Regions from separate parts of the Sus scrofa genome. Here regions 1, 2, 3 and 5 are each linked to region 4. Evidence: chromatin contacts called from public HiChIP or PLAC-seq data. All regions are on one chromosome and are shown on one strand. Each heading gives the region's core, a stretch centred on a gene start, on an enhancer-like site or on the middle of the called end of the contact. The rest is flanking DNA. Distances are from core to core; before and after follow the strand shown. Region 1 overlaps N4BP2L1 (NEDD4-binding protein 2-like 1). Region 2 overlaps N4BP2L2 (NEDD4-binding protein 2-like 2). Region 3 holds the start of BRCA2 (breast cancer type 2 susceptibility protein). Region 4 overlaps LOC110255743 (a long non-coding RNA gene). Region 5 overlaps BRCA2 (breast cancer type 2 susceptibility protein).

The links. HiChIP or PLAC-seq counts read pairs in DNA pulled down with a chosen protein or histone mark.
Region 1: a contact with region 4 is called in an H3K27ac HiChIP or PLAC-seq map of alveolar macrophages. The contact joins two enhancer-like sites. A contact is called at or near these places in 1 of 47 Hi-C or Micro-C datasets (embryonic fibroblasts) and 1 of 2 datasets of contacts at active chromatin or transcription factors (alveolar macrophages).
Region 2: a contact with region 4 is called in an H3K27ac HiChIP or PLAC-seq map of alveolar macrophages. The contact joins two enhancer-like sites. A contact is called at or near these places in 1 of 47 Hi-C or Micro-C datasets (embryonic fibroblasts) and 1 of 2 datasets of contacts at active chromatin or transcription factors (alveolar macrophages).
Region 3: a contact with region 4 is called in an H3K27ac HiChIP or PLAC-seq map of alveolar macrophages. The contact joins the promoter of BRCA2 here to the enhancer-like site in region 4. A contact is called at or near these places in 3 of 5 promoter capture datasets (fetal skeletal muscle and liver), 5 of 47 Hi-C or Micro-C datasets (alveolar macrophages, embryonic fibroblasts, fibroblasts and 2 more) and 2 of 2 datasets of contacts at active chromatin or transcription factors (alveolar macrophages and skeletal muscle).
Region 5: an H3K27ac HiChIP or PLAC-seq map of alveolar macrophages shows a contact between it and region 4. The contact joins two enhancer-like sites. A contact is called at or near these places in 1 of 47 Hi-C or Micro-C datasets (embryonic fibroblasts) and 1 of 2 datasets of contacts at active chromatin or transcription factors (alveolar macrophages).

Annotation. Positions count from the first base shown.
Region 1 is chr11:8,877,346-8,880,045 of Sscrofa11.1, reverse strand. The region is part of intron 2 of N4BP2L1 (NEDD4-binding protein 2-like 1); the gene reads left to right. Among named protein-coding and RNA genes, the nearest start is that of N4BP2L1, 11 kb to the left of the region's middle. Within about 2 kb of position 1,270, at least 1 of the 83 cell types and tissues checked has an H3K27ac peak or open chromatin away from gene starts, as enhancers often do. A contact at or near this core is called in alveolar macrophages, where this site is marked.
Region 2 is chr11:8,901,909-8,904,608 of Sscrofa11.1, reverse strand. All of the region lies in intron 9 of N4BP2L2 (NEDD4-binding protein 2-like 2), which reads left to right. Among named protein-coding and RNA genes, the nearest start is that of N4BP2L1, 13 kb to the right of the region's middle. Within about 2 kb of position 1,423, at least 1 of the 83 cell types and tissues checked has an H3K27ac peak or open chromatin away from gene starts, as enhancers often do. A contact at or near this core is called in alveolar macrophages, where this site is marked.
Region 3 is chr11:8,804,700-8,807,399 of Sscrofa11.1, reverse strand. It overlaps BRCA2 (breast cancer type 2 susceptibility protein), which reads right to left and starts at 1,450. Exons shown (of 37, transcript XM_021065184.1): 1 at 1,294-1,450; 2 at 492-597. The coding sequence starts at 558. ZAR1L (ZAR1-like protein) reads left to right here and starts at 1,524. Exons shown (of 4, transcript XM_021065181.1): 1 at 1,524-2,700.
Region 4 is chr11:8,404,022-8,406,721 of Sscrofa11.1, reverse strand. The region is part of intron 1 of LOC110255743 (a long non-coding RNA gene); the gene reads right to left. Among named protein-coding and RNA genes, the nearest start is that of FRY, 110 kb to the left of the region's middle. Within about 2 kb of position 1,386, at least 32 of the 83 cell types and tissues checked have an H3K27ac peak or open chromatin away from gene starts, as enhancers often do. A contact at or near this core is called in alveolar macrophages, liver, retroperitoneal adipose tissue and 2 more, where this site is marked.
Region 5 is chr11:8,856,703-8,859,402 of Sscrofa11.1, reverse strand. It overlaps BRCA2 (breast cancer type 2 susceptibility protein), which reads right to left. Exons shown (of 37, transcript XM_021065184.1): 37 at 1,275-2,555. The coding sequence ends at 1,914. Among named protein-coding and RNA genes, the nearest start is that of N4BP2L1, 32 kb to the left of the region's middle. Within about 2 kb of position 1,397, at least 1 of the 83 cell types and tissues checked has an H3K27ac peak or open chromatin away from gene starts, as enhancers often do. A contact at or near this core is called in alveolar macrophages, where this site is marked.

The DNA of each region.
Region 1 (2,700 bases), core at 21-2,520, 470 kb before region 4:
AGTTTCCATCAAGAGGAATACCTTTTCATTTCTTGGCCCTAGAGTTTTCCAAGGATGTGAAAGATGCTTTCCTGATGTGATGCAGTGATAGGACAGCAATGGGGACAAAGGTATACTTTACAACCAAGCAGAATGAAATACGGGAAGCAGCGAGAAGAGGGGATCAGTTAGGTTAGCTAAGTATGAGTAATTGGATCTCAGAGCATACTCGTTCCACCGTGCTGTGAGCCAGCAGGCCTGGACCATGGTGTTTTAAATTATGAGGCCAGGGTTCTCAGAAATAAAAGCAAGGTCAATATAGAAAGTTTGCAGCATTCCAAGTTTGTGTATATGAAATTAGAGTATCAGGCAGGTGATGTCTCAGATTCTTAGTCACTTAGGTCTACTTGGAGAAGCTACTAACTTTTTATATTTTTAGTGATTTTCCTCAGGTAGGTCCTGAACCTCCTTTCCCCATCTCTCAGAGTCCTTGCAGTGCCTGTCTCTGGAGGTTGAGATAAATGAGGACTCGACATGCCACGTTATGTTCACAGTGTAAGAAGACACGGTGCAGTGTATGTTGCAGTCACTTCCTAGAAAAGTAGCACAAGAGAATCAGCATCCCCGTGCTCCTGGAGCTGTGGGAATAGTGGAAGAAGGCCCTGCTGAATTTTCAGGGGCAGTGTTATGTCATGGGTGTGGTTATGATTAGAGAAGCAGTAGAAATAGAGGAGGAAATGAAAGAGCAAGAATGTTTTCATAAGAAAATCTCAGGAGATACACAGGAAGTTCCCTGAGACTTCTTCTAGCCCAAGCCCAAGACATTAAGTTCTAAGAAGTCATACATCTTGGTCAAGTCTCATAGGGACAAATTCTCCTTAGTTCTAGTCAGAGCTTTTTCTTCTGCACCAAAAGGAGAATAACTGCGCCAAAGACTGGGGGTGAGCTGGTGAAAGCATAAGGAGGTTGGTGTCCATCTGGTGGGTAATGAAAAACACACGTAAAGGCCCCATTATGAGCACTTAGTTTACCTGAATCTCCACTGTCAGTGTAAGGAAGCCACATGTTATTATTTGTCAATGTTGATAATGTTTCTTCTGATAATTATCAAGGATTAATTTTTCTTTATTAATGTGGAACCATTTAAGGCCATGGGAAGAGATGAGATTTAGATTTTTAAATAAGCATTCATGTTTATCCTGACTATGGTGTGCGAAGGGAGACAGTGTAGTCAACACTGAGCTCCCAGGGGTGTCTAAAGTCTCGTCCTCATCTGCTCACACGACAGGGCGTTTGTAACGTGACCCAGCTGCCTTAGTTCCTTTTTGGCGTTTCAGTGAATTCTTTTCAATGGTAGTGTTCTAGCCCTGTTCAGACTCTAGAGTAACCCAATTAGAGGTTACTTATTATCATTCCAAGTTATCTAAAGATAGCTAGGCTTTGTAAGATTGAGGAAATAGCATGATAGAGAAAAATTAGTCTCATGTCTGATTGTTCCTTCATAAGACTCTCAGTCGCGTTGCAGGCATGGCTTGAGCAGAAGGCTGTCTGTTTTGATCAAGGTAAGACCCTGGGAAAGGGGAGGGAAGTATGGAGACAGAAAAGAAAGCCCGCATTACTGAGTGTCCACTGTGTGCAGGCACTTTATATGTGCTTACTTAGGATTTTTACAATAATCCTGACATGGAGTGTTTGTTTGTTTGGTTTTTGTTTTTTAAGAATGAAATTTTTTTTTTTTTTTTTTTGCTATTTGCTTTTTAGGGCCACACCCACAACACATGGAGGTTCCCAGGTTAGAGGTCTAACCAAAGCTACAGCTGCCAGCCTGTGCCAGAGCCACAGCAACACCAGATCCAAGCCGCATCAGCGACCTAAACCACAGCTCATGGCAACGCCGGATCCTCAACCTGCTGCGTGAGGCCAGGATCAAACCCACAACCTCATGGTGCCTAGTCAGATTTGTTTCTGCCGCACCACGATGGGAACTCCTGAGATGGTTTTTTATTTTGACCTGCAGCTCTCTTAAATTCAGAGATGTGATCACACAGCAAAAGGCAAACTATAAAATCCTCTTTCAGTGGAGGTGCTAATTGTTTTTATGTTTTAGGTGAGAACGTTAAGATCAGAGAATCATGCATTTGATCCTGAGACTCGGAATTTCATTGTGCACAAAGTGGTCTTCTCTTACCAGGGATGTTCATGGATGAACACAGCTTCATCCACTTTCCACAGCTACTACGGAGTCCTGTTGAAGTGAGCTTGTATAACTGGGATATTTCAGTATTCCTTTTAAGGATATGATGAAGAACAGGGTCTGAGGGGCTTTCTCTGCCACTGAGAGTAGCAATTCTCCATCCTTTGCTTGTACTTTGACTTCCCTTCCTTGCATTAGTGCCACCTCATAGATACTTGTTTGTTTGTTATCTATGTATTTTATAAGAAAGTAAGCTTCATGAGTTGTGATGCAAGCACCCTGAGATCAGGAGCTTTATTCAGCCCCTAGAAGAAGGCCTGACACATAGTAGACCTGAGTATTTGATAGATTTGTTTTTTTGTTTTGCTTTGCTTTGCTTTTTTTTTTTTTTTTTTTTTTAGGGCCACACCTGCAGCATGTGGAAGTCCCCCTGGCTAGGGTTAGAATCAGAGCTTTAGCTTCCAGCCTACGCCATGACCACAGCCTCACACAAGGCATGATCCAAGCTATATCTGTGACCTACACCA
Region 2 (2,700 bases), core at 174-2,673, 500 kb before region 4:
TCACTTTTTGTTGTTGCTCCTTGTTTTGCTTTGATCCAGAGAGAGAAAAAAAAAAAAAAAAACAAGAGAAAAGTCTCAAGATACTAATAGGTTAGTGATAGTAGGAGTTAGGGCCCAAGAACTGCTTCCATGAAAAGGACTTAACTCTTGCCAGCTGGGAATCTCTGTGTTTATGCACATGTGAGAATTTGGAGAGGAGGAGGAGAGAGAAGTGTTTTTGTAAAATTCTCTTTTTTAAGTTGAAAGGCAATTTGTATAGTAGTTAGAATATAGACTCTTGAGCCAGTGAGCCTTGGTCTGAATTCTGCCAGTTGCCATGTGATACTAGGCAACTTCTTTTTTATCCCCTCCGCCCCCAGTTTTATTGAGAAATAATTGATATAGATCACTGTGTAAGTTTAAGGTGTAAGGAGTTCCTGTTGTGGCTCAGCAGGGTAAGGACCCGACATGGTTTCTGTGAGGATATGGGCTGAGTCCCTGGCCTCACTCAGTAGGTTAAGGATCTGTCGTTGCTGTAAGCTGCAGTGTAGTTCGAAGATGTGGCTCAAATCCTGTGTTGCTCTGGCTGTGGTGTAGGCTGGCAGCTGCAGCTCTGATTTGACCCCTAGCCTGGGAACCTCCACATGCCACAGTGCTGCAGGAAAAAAAAAAAAAAAAGTTTAAGGTGTATAACATGATGGTTTGATTTCATACATTGTGAAATGATTAGCACAATAGGTTAACATCCATCAACTCATATAGATACAATAAAAATAAAGTTCTCTTCCTGTGGTGAGAACTCCTAGGATATACTCTCTTAACAAGTTTCCTGTATATCATGTTAATTTTAGTAATCATGTTATATATTAAATCCCTAGCACTTACTTATCTAATAACTGCAAGTTTGTACCTTTTGACTACATTCCTCAAATTCCCCCTACCTTCATCTACCACCTCTGGTAAGCACAAATGTAATCTCTTTTTCTATGAGTTTTTTGTTTTGTTTTACATTCCACATGTAAGTGAGATTATATAGTATTTGTCTTTTTCTGTTTGATCGAATTCACTTAGGATAATGCCTTGAAGGTTCATCCTTTTTGTTACAAATGGCAGATTTCCTCACTTTTTACAGCCGAAGAGCATTCCACTGTAAATATATACCGCAACTTCTTTATCCACTTGTCCATTGATGGGCACTTGTTTCCACACTTTGGCTATTGCAAATACTGCTTCTATGAACATTGGGTACAAATATCTTTGTGTGTGTATTACTATATATATATATGTATTTTTTTTAATTAAAGTGTGGTTGATTTCAAGTATCTTTTTGAGTTAATATTTTTATTTCTTTTGGACACATTCCCAGAAGTAGAATTGCTGAATCATACGGTAGTTCTGTTTTTAATTTTTTGAGGAACCGCCACACTGTTTTCTGTGGTGGCTGTAGCTAGGGAAATGTTTCAGTTGCATTTTTTGAGATGGGGATAAAACTAGCATTTGCCTCACCACATATGGTTATTGTGAAGATTAGGTAAGTTAGTACCTTTAAAGCAGTTAAACAACCTTAATACATAGTAGGTGTGCATTATGTAGTTTTTTTTGCCTAAGCCAGTTTTCAAAGTAGCATTGTGAACCTTAAAATTCCTGCGGCATAAGGAGCTAGAAACACGTTTATGATGAACCATATCTAGGAGCCCCATTTCCATAGATTGGAGCTCTCCTTCCTTGTGCAGTAGGGAGCTGTTTAAAGGGACAGTGGCTAGACATGAAGTGCATTCAACTCCATAGAGTCACCATGCTTGGAGTGAGTCTTTAATCCTTAGTATTTTACCATTTAATCCGATAAATAAAGCAACAAAAAACCCTTTCTTTTCCTCCTTTCCCTGCAACAGGGTGGTTCACGTTTGGGTGAAGACAGTGGAGTTTGTTTTCAGAATGAGAACAGACTAGTCTGTCAGTCGGACTAGTCTGTAGTGTGCATTTCATAACTGTGACTGCTCTTAGATTTCAACTAGACCTTTCATTGGAATCAGATAGACCTACCCATGAGGGAGAGTCACTATCAAAGTTGGTGTTCTCTCGTCAATATTCTTCTTATAGAAGCCCCATCTTAACTGCTTCTCAGTAATTTACTGTTCATTAATGTTCTTTCTTTTTTCTTTTAAGAAACATTTTAAATTATCTTTTTTTTTTTTCTTTTTTGGCCGCATCTGCGGCATATGAAATTTCCCTGGGCCAGGGATCGAATCCAAGCCACAGCTTCGACTTACACCACAACTGTGGCAATGCTGGATCCTTAGCCCACTGTACCTGGCTGGGGATTGAACCCGTGCTGCTGCAGAGACAAGGCTAGAGCCTTAACATACTGTGCTACGGTGGGATCACCTAAATTTATTTTGTAATTGAAGTATTATTGATTTACAACCTTAATGTTCTTTCTAAACCAACATCAAGAATATGTAAACAAGGGAAGCAGCAATTAAGTGACAAAGAATGAAGTATCAGGGCTCCTGCCTGTTGAAAATTGTCCAGCAGCATGGGATAGAATACACCAAGCCAGAGGCTGGGGTAGTTTTTTTTTATGGCTGCACCCCAGCATATGTAAGTTCCCAGGCCAGGAACTGAATCTGAACCACAGCTGTGACCTATATCTCAGCCACAGCAACACTGGATCCTTCAACTTACTGTGCCAGGCTAGGGATCCAACCCATGCCTCCACAG
Region 3 (2,700 bases), core at 201-2,700, 400 kb before region 4:
GAGTGGTTATTTTTCAAAAACATGTTATTCACATCAATATACAATGGGTTTATTTACTTATTATTAAGTTATAACTTTTTAAAAGTTCTTTTAAATTTCTAATATGTTCACCTATAATAAACAAAAGCTCTTGGTCCTCCATCATTTTTAGAGTGGAAGGAATACTGAGACCAATAAGTTTGGTCTCAGTATTCTGCTCTATGTTACCAATGCGTCTGATGTGGCTAAAAGTTTTCTGCTGAAAAAAAACAATTCTACTGCCAATCAAAGGGCCAGTCTCCTCTTTGTCCACTACAGGTTCTACACTTAACCATGTGGTTAAATGTAAATGATTATTTTCCTAACTGATTTGACTCTATATAAAGCACAGTTTATGGTGTAAACAAAAATGTGAAGTATTGGATTCTTTTCAGCAAGCAGCACAGTTAAATGTTTTTCTGAAAACATTTTTCTTAGTGTAATTGATCAATTTATATAAAATTTGTCAATACCTGCTTCGTTGCATCGCGTCTTAAAAATTTCAAAAAAAGTTGGTCTCTCTTTGCATCCAATCGGCATTTTTATCTACAATATGCCTCCGACGTTTGGTAAATGAGTCTGCAAAAGAGAACACCAAAATATACTTCACAGGATAGAGTCCTTGTTAAGTGACTCTGAGGTAAAATCGGAAGCGGGTAAACTTGCCTAAAATTACATTGTCTATTTACTTGGTCCCACTTTTGGGACAAGATTCAACGCAATGAAGGAAGATTCTATATCTGTGCCGTCTAATACGGCAGCCACTAGCCACATTAAGCATTTGAAATGTGTCAAGTATGACTTAAAATCAGAATTTTCAATAGTATTATCTCTCTTAAGTTAACTAGTCACGTGTGGCTAGTGGCGGCGCAGTTAGCAGGGGCTATGAGATAAACACCATTTCGCAATGCCCAATCAGTAAATCTTCGTAACACAGCAATTACCTGGGGACTAAGATACAGTGTGCCATAGGTTTTAAAACACTTTCCAAAAGAGCAAGATTCCGCTAAAATAACTTTATCCTATTTCCAATTAAGGAAATTTCGGATTGGGACTTCTGGGACTAGAGGCCCCCCCCCAGCTGGGCAATGGAGTTCCCGGGAAGGGGCGGGGCTCGAACCTCCGGCCCTGAGAGCAGGTCCCTCTCCGGCCTGCGAGGGGCTGGCGGGGTCCATCCCGGGCCGGAGGCCGCGGCTCCCACCCGGGCACGAGACGCGCTCCCCGCCGCCTGAGACCGCGGAAGCCTGGCCGGTCTCCACTCCTGCCAACACTAACCGCCTTCAGAGGTGCAGCTCTCTTTGGCCAGAGTAGGCTGACAAAACCCGCGCCGGCACTTCGATGAGGAATCTGACCCCAGACTCCTTTCCGCCGCCACCCACAGCCCCAAACAGCACCCAGGTCGCAGAGCCCCAGCAGCCCCGCCTCCGCCCACCGGGTTTCAGACGCTCGCGCCAAAAGCCGGCTCTCGGGACACGTGACGCGATGACGCCATGACGCGGCACGCAACGTGCGCGCCACCCGGAAGTCAGGCTCGGGCCGGGCCGCCGCAGCCGCTGCCTTTTATGGCCAAAGCCAATCATTGTTTAACTACCTGAGAGTCTGTACCCAGCGTTACTCTTCTGAGCCTTCAGAGTAGCAGGCCGCGCTGCTGGGAGGGACCGCGCGTCCCGTGTATACTCCCCGACTTCTTCCCCTTCTCTCCGCTACATCTACGTTTGGGTGCCCCCTCGGACAGGGCCTGGGGTCTTTGAAAAGTCTTTGTTCTAAGAGTGGGCGTCCCCCAAAGAGGCAGATGTTCGAAAACCCCACAGTGGTCCGTGGCTGTGGATGACTCCTTTTCCCGGCTGCCTGCTCCTCTAGGGTAGAAGGGGCTGCAGTTTAAAGCCAGAGGACATTAGTTCTAGTCCACAGGCAGCTGGTTTTCAAAACCTCTGAACCCGCTTCCCTGCTTAAAAAATTGTAAAACCCGCCTCAAGTCTCCTGCATTAAGTACTTCCCTGTGGGGGCTTCCGTAATATCCCTTGACATTCCTAGGGTACCAAGCACTGTTTTGTGCCCGACTTCCCTCCAACCGCCTGCAAGATATGCTTAGCACCAGGCTTAATTCAGGTTTATAGTATTACCTAGAAAACCTTCGGCTGGATTCTGGAGGTGAGAGCGGCTCATGGGCCTTGCTGCTTCCTGAAGGCTCTTAACAGTGCACAATGGAAGCAACCTTGGATTAGAAAAAGGGTGGCCTCTGCTTGGTTCCTTGGGTGTCATTTTAGTTTGATAATCCTTAGCTGTAGTAGGAAGTCTTACCAATACAGATAGGTACCACAGCTATGATCATCCAGGTCTAAATAGCAAAGAAACACAGGCGCTTGATCTTTACCCAATAACAGCTACCACATAGTGAACATCTGTGAGTTGTTCTGCTTTGTGCCTTATAAGAAATATCATGCTTAGTCTTATAATAATTTATAAATCACTGGGTATTTTCAGATGGGGAAATCGAATCATCTTAGTTTAAGTTGCCTGGTCAACAAAGACTGGGTTTCAGTTCAAGTGTGTGTGTGACTTCAGGTACTTAACTATCCTATTAAATCTGTATTTACCCTCAAGGTCAGAACAATTTGCTTCCCTCCTCACACCCTGTTTTGGGGGGGGGGGGCGAGGCAAGGGTCCTCATTGGAGTGTTTT
Region 4 (2,700 bases), core at 137-2,636:
TCTTGGAAGAATAAGAATGTGCTTTCCTTAAAAACAATTGTCTAAGAAGAGACTGTTAAAGACGCTTTCCTTAAATTCAGCATGAGAAGAAAAGATCTGCTTCTGGGAAAAAGCTGATGAGAATGATAACAACAGATGTTTGGCTCACATCATAAAGCTGTGTTGTGTAAATTCCAGCCGATGTGTTCAAAGACAAGGTAGTGCATTATTTTAAAAGCTTTCTTTTTCTGACGGCCGAGCAAAGGGAAAAGCAGAGGCACATTACAACATTACTCTAGCGCCCTCTGCTGTCCTATTGGCAACACGCCTTTCTGAGTTCCTCATTTGCCTTTTCTAGAGCTATTTGCAAAGGAGCTCTTTGGGAAGCCACTAATGTGTCTGGAGGGGAATGGCTCGTCAAAGAAAACCAAATACCCAGATCTTACAACCTGACGGTGTGCTATTTATGCCCACACACACTGTTTACCGCCCTCTGGGGAGCCAGAGGTAGCATTGTGCGTATTAGACTCTTACAGGTGAGTGGAGTCAGGAAACATTAGGGCTCCAAAAGGAAATCTTTATAATCCTATTCAATGCTTGGTCTGTGGAAAATTTGCAGAGGATGCCATAGGTGACCTGATGAGAGCTGAATGTCTGATGGACACCTGCAGGACTAAACCTGCTTTATTGAAAAGAAGTTGAATAAATAAGATGAGGAAAGCTTAATCACCAGAAGCAACGTCAGCTCTTTTTAAATGGGGGTCAGAAATGCAAATATGCTCCTTTAATACATATAGATTTAGAAGTGACTTCAGATTTGGGAGTCAACCTAACCTGAAATACTAAAATAAATTCATACCTGCTACTCAATAAATATTCTAAAACTAAGGATAAAAGTATGTAAATTATAACTGGGCATAAATGAAGAAATAAACACACAAATTTAATCAACCCAATATAATGAATACAAATCTCTGCAGGAAATAAGCACAAATGCTAATAGGGTTTGTTTAAAGACATAAAATTAATGTTTCATGTTTTTCCTTCCACATCTTTTCTGCTTTTTTTCTTTTGGTCATGACAGGAAGTTACTTTTACAGTGGGGGAAAATACTGAACTCACTTCCAGAAATAGTCTGAAAGGAGAGGAGCTTGCTCAGGTCTTTCTGAATACATATGTAAAGAAAATTAGCACAAGAGGAAGGAGGTATTTTGTCCTCTTCCCCAATTGTCCCAGTTGGTAACTATAAATCCAACTTTTCCTTATGATAATGTCACCTATTGCCTTTTGACTCTTTATCATCTAATCCTAAATCCATCCACAGGCGAGAAGGAGCTGTCCCCATTTCTGGCTATTGCCCGCCGGTCTTTTTCACTGTCACAGCTGAGTAATTGACAATTTATGCAATCCAGTTCATCTGCTTAGCAACAGGAAGGGTGGGGCTCAAAACAGAGGAAAACTACACCAGCAGCATTCTACAATTGTGAAATGAGAAAGGAGGAATGGGGAACTGGCGAGAGGCCATAGGCAACAATTTTCAATACTAAATAAAACTATTTGCAATGCTTTCAGTACTAAATCCCCAAAGATAAGTCCAACAGGGAGTGTTCTATACTCTCCTCATACAAATCTCTGTAATTACAGTCTTCCCAGTGCCATGTGATTAGAATGCCATAAATAGCGCCCAATTGCAAATAAACAGAAAGTTCCTTATCCCTGGATCTCTAAGTGGGTCAATGGGCTTGGCCACAGAGCTCCCCTGAGGGAAGGGCGTGGCCTAGCGGAGAGACGGACTTCGGTTCACACAGGTGCTTTGGCCCCACAGGTGAGGCCCTGCAATACGGTCAGTTCCGACAGAGACCCTCCTAGGCTCACGTCTGCTGCACTTTTTATTGCATCTTGGAGCAGAAAAAAAGGAAGACTGGAGAGAGCCGTGGGGCGTCCACTTGAGTAGCTCTTACTACTCCAGACTTTCCCTTCCTGCCAAACGACTTGACGTTTATGGCCACAAGCTCATCAAAAAGAATGAGAATCCAGACACGATAGGTCATGGGAATCCTGTGTCCCAGTCACATTCTCTTCTTCCATGCATTTAATCAGAAACCTATTAGACTTACAGGGCCGTCATGCTTTTTCTTGATGGCAGCCTGGCTCACAAATGCAGAGAAAAGAACTGAATTGGCTAACTAACAGGAAGTTTGATTTTATGTTTTTGATTAGTCCTTAGGAATTGAGCTCGATCAGCCAAGACTTGACCTTGACTTAAAACATCCATTTCCCCCTTTAACAGATTTCGCGGTTGCTTGAATGGGTTCATTATTTGTTCGGAATGCAAGTTTTGAGCATCTTCTAAGCACACTGCTCCAAGCGCCAAGGTTGTGACAGCAAATAAGACCTCCAAGGCCCCTGCTCTCAGAGCGTACAGTATAGGGGTGTATGTCCACACACAGACTAAAAAGTAAAAATTAATAAACAGATAATTAATAAATAGATAAGCAAGATAACATCAGACAGGAGCAAAGACAGGGGAGCCTTAAAGCCGAGTGACGTGCTACCGGGTGACTATTTGAGGTGGGGAAGTGTCTCTGAGGACGGGAATCAGGCTGAGATGTGAAAGGTAAGAAGGAGCCACAGGTGGGAGGTGGAGCTTCTCGACCAGAAACAGCATTTGCAAAAGCCCTGTGGTAGGAACGGACTCGATGTGTTAGAGAATACGAAGCA
Region 5 (2,700 bases), core at 148-2,647, 450 kb before region 4:
TGGATACTCGCTGGGTTTGTTACTGCTGAGCCACAACAGGAACTTCCTGATTTATGTAATTTTTTGAACACTCAACATTGACTTGGTTCGTATATTAACATCTGCATCACTTGAAGAGCTGGTGTGGTTTTATGTACACAACAGGCTCTCCAGTAATTGTTGAGTAAGTAACACAAATTGCTTTCACTATTTACCTCTTATCATGCAGTGTACATTGTTGACTTTGTAATCATTACATTGTCAGTTTTAGGGGATAATATCTACATATAATCAAGCTTCACTTTTTGCTCATATAGCTTGGCTGTATTATTTACAGTTTTTAAAGGAATGTGTGCATTAGATGTCTCCATTATGGGTAATCTAAATGATAATGAAAAATGAAGGAGGTTATAGCTTACGTTTTTCTAAGAATCAAAGCAAAGGTTAAAGGTTAAATTTTTATAATTTTTTTTTGTTTACTTTAGATGCAAGTTTTATTCCCTGTTTTAGAGTAGATCACTGAGAAAATGATTTGGATATGAAGAGCAAATTGCTTTTTTTTTTTTTTGGCTGCTAGGGCCTCCACCTGAGCATACGGAAGTTCCCAGGCTAGGGGTCGAATTGGAGCTACAGTTGGTGGCCAACGTCACAGGCCCAGCAACGCGGGATCCAAGCCACGTCTGTGACCTACACCACAGCTCACGGCAATGCCGGATCCTTAACTCACTGATCAAGGCCAAGGATTGAAACTGCACCACATCCACATGGATCCTAGTCGGGTTCATTAACCACTAAGCCGCAGAGGAACTCCCAAATTTCTTTATAAACAAAACATAAATCACATTAATAAGACTGGCAGAACACTTAAGTTAGAAAGAATAGCAGAATAGACTATTACATTAATTATAGAAGCCAGAAAAACCATGGGTCACTGTTAGGGAAAGAAACAAATTGTGTTTATAATGAGATGTGAAAGCATGATATTGTATATAAATTTAAGGCATATTAAAAGGCCTCATTTAAGAGCTTCTCCATACTATTAGCTCTTAGAACTGCTTTCTCTCTTTTCTCTATTAAAGTAACAAATGATAATATGATCTTAAATTGAACAGTTATCTTCTGCTTTGGTGGTTGGAGAAAACTATTTTTAAAAAGGACTACTTGCTGAATCCTGTGATAGGGATAAAAATAAAGCAAGTAGAATTACTGCCAAGTTGAAAGAAATATTTTCTCTTAAGTTACAGTCCAGATGATCATTTTGTTAAAAAACAAAACACTATGAAATCTGCTTCTGATTTAAAATATTTGAACTTTTAATAAATTACTTAATTTCACAAACCACATTGGAATCATAAAAAGGAAGTACAGCGAGGGGTCTGTTTTTCTCATCGTCATGCTGACCTAAGGATGAAGAATTGGTCAAAAGAAAACACCATTGTAGTATCTTACTCATCCTGACTTTTTTGATCAGGATAAAACTACAGAACCAACACATTCATTAAGGAAAACTGGTTCATAGTGGGTTGCCTCTTAAGAAAACAACCTGAAATAGGAACTAAACTAAAAGGAATTACGTGAGTCAACAGTACTTAGAAACCCAGTTTCTTTTAACTATAGGGACACACCTCTAAAAGAAACAGGTATGTTTATTTCATTTGTAAAATAATACTTATAATGATCAAATCCTGTCTAAAGATGGAAAGGAGATTTTTTTCTTGATGAGTTAGTAAATATACAGTCACAGTTTTAAGATACATAATTGAAATAAGACTATTATGAGTGTAGAGGCAGGGAGAGATCATTGCTGTGATATACAAGCTTTTAGGTGAATTTTGAACTATTTCCTTTCTTTTCTCATTATGTAAATTCTGATGTACAGTTGGAAATTGTATGTTTTACAAACTGGAGAGGCTGAGTCAATAACTAATTTATCATCATTTTGGTTTTTGTTGCCTTTGCAGTCTCTTGGATATATTTTTTATTGTATTTGTGTCCTGCGTATTAGTCTTGTGTTCTTCAGTCCTGGCTGGGGAATTCTCTTGTTCTTTGATCACAGATGTAGTATGATGCCTTTTCAGTCTGGGATAATCTTTTGGACTAGTGGAAACAGTCCTAGTGGATTCACTGATAGATGTAAGTTGATTTTCTCCTGCTGAACCAGACAAAAGAGCTTGGGTATTTATTAGTGCAAGTTCTTCATCAGCTATTGAATCACCTTCCAAAAGAGAAATGTCATTAAATTTTTTAAGTGGAGTCATCTGAGGAGAATTCAATTGTTTTTTCTTTATAGGTATTTCATGTTTGGTGCCACAACTCCGTGGTGGCTGAAATGCCTTCTGTGCAGCTGGAGAAACAAATGTACAAATGGGACTAACAGGTGGAGGTACAGGCAGTCTACTCAAGAAATCCAAGGCTCTTCTCTTTTTGCAGTTTTTTGGGTCTTCAATCTCTTTCTCCCCCTTGCAACAAGACTTTGAAGTCATTTGGGCTGATACAGGTGTGGAGACAGACTTCCCTTTTGGCTTATAAAGTGATAATGGACTTTGATAATTCATCTCAGTACTGGGAGAAGACATCTAATAAAAAAATTTTAAAGTAGCCTATATAATTACGTACTGATATATAAGACAAAATCAAATTAGTTTTTCATTAAAAAATATTTAAACATGCAAATATCCCACACTCTCACTACTCCCGTAATGGCTGTGATTTCAAGAGACA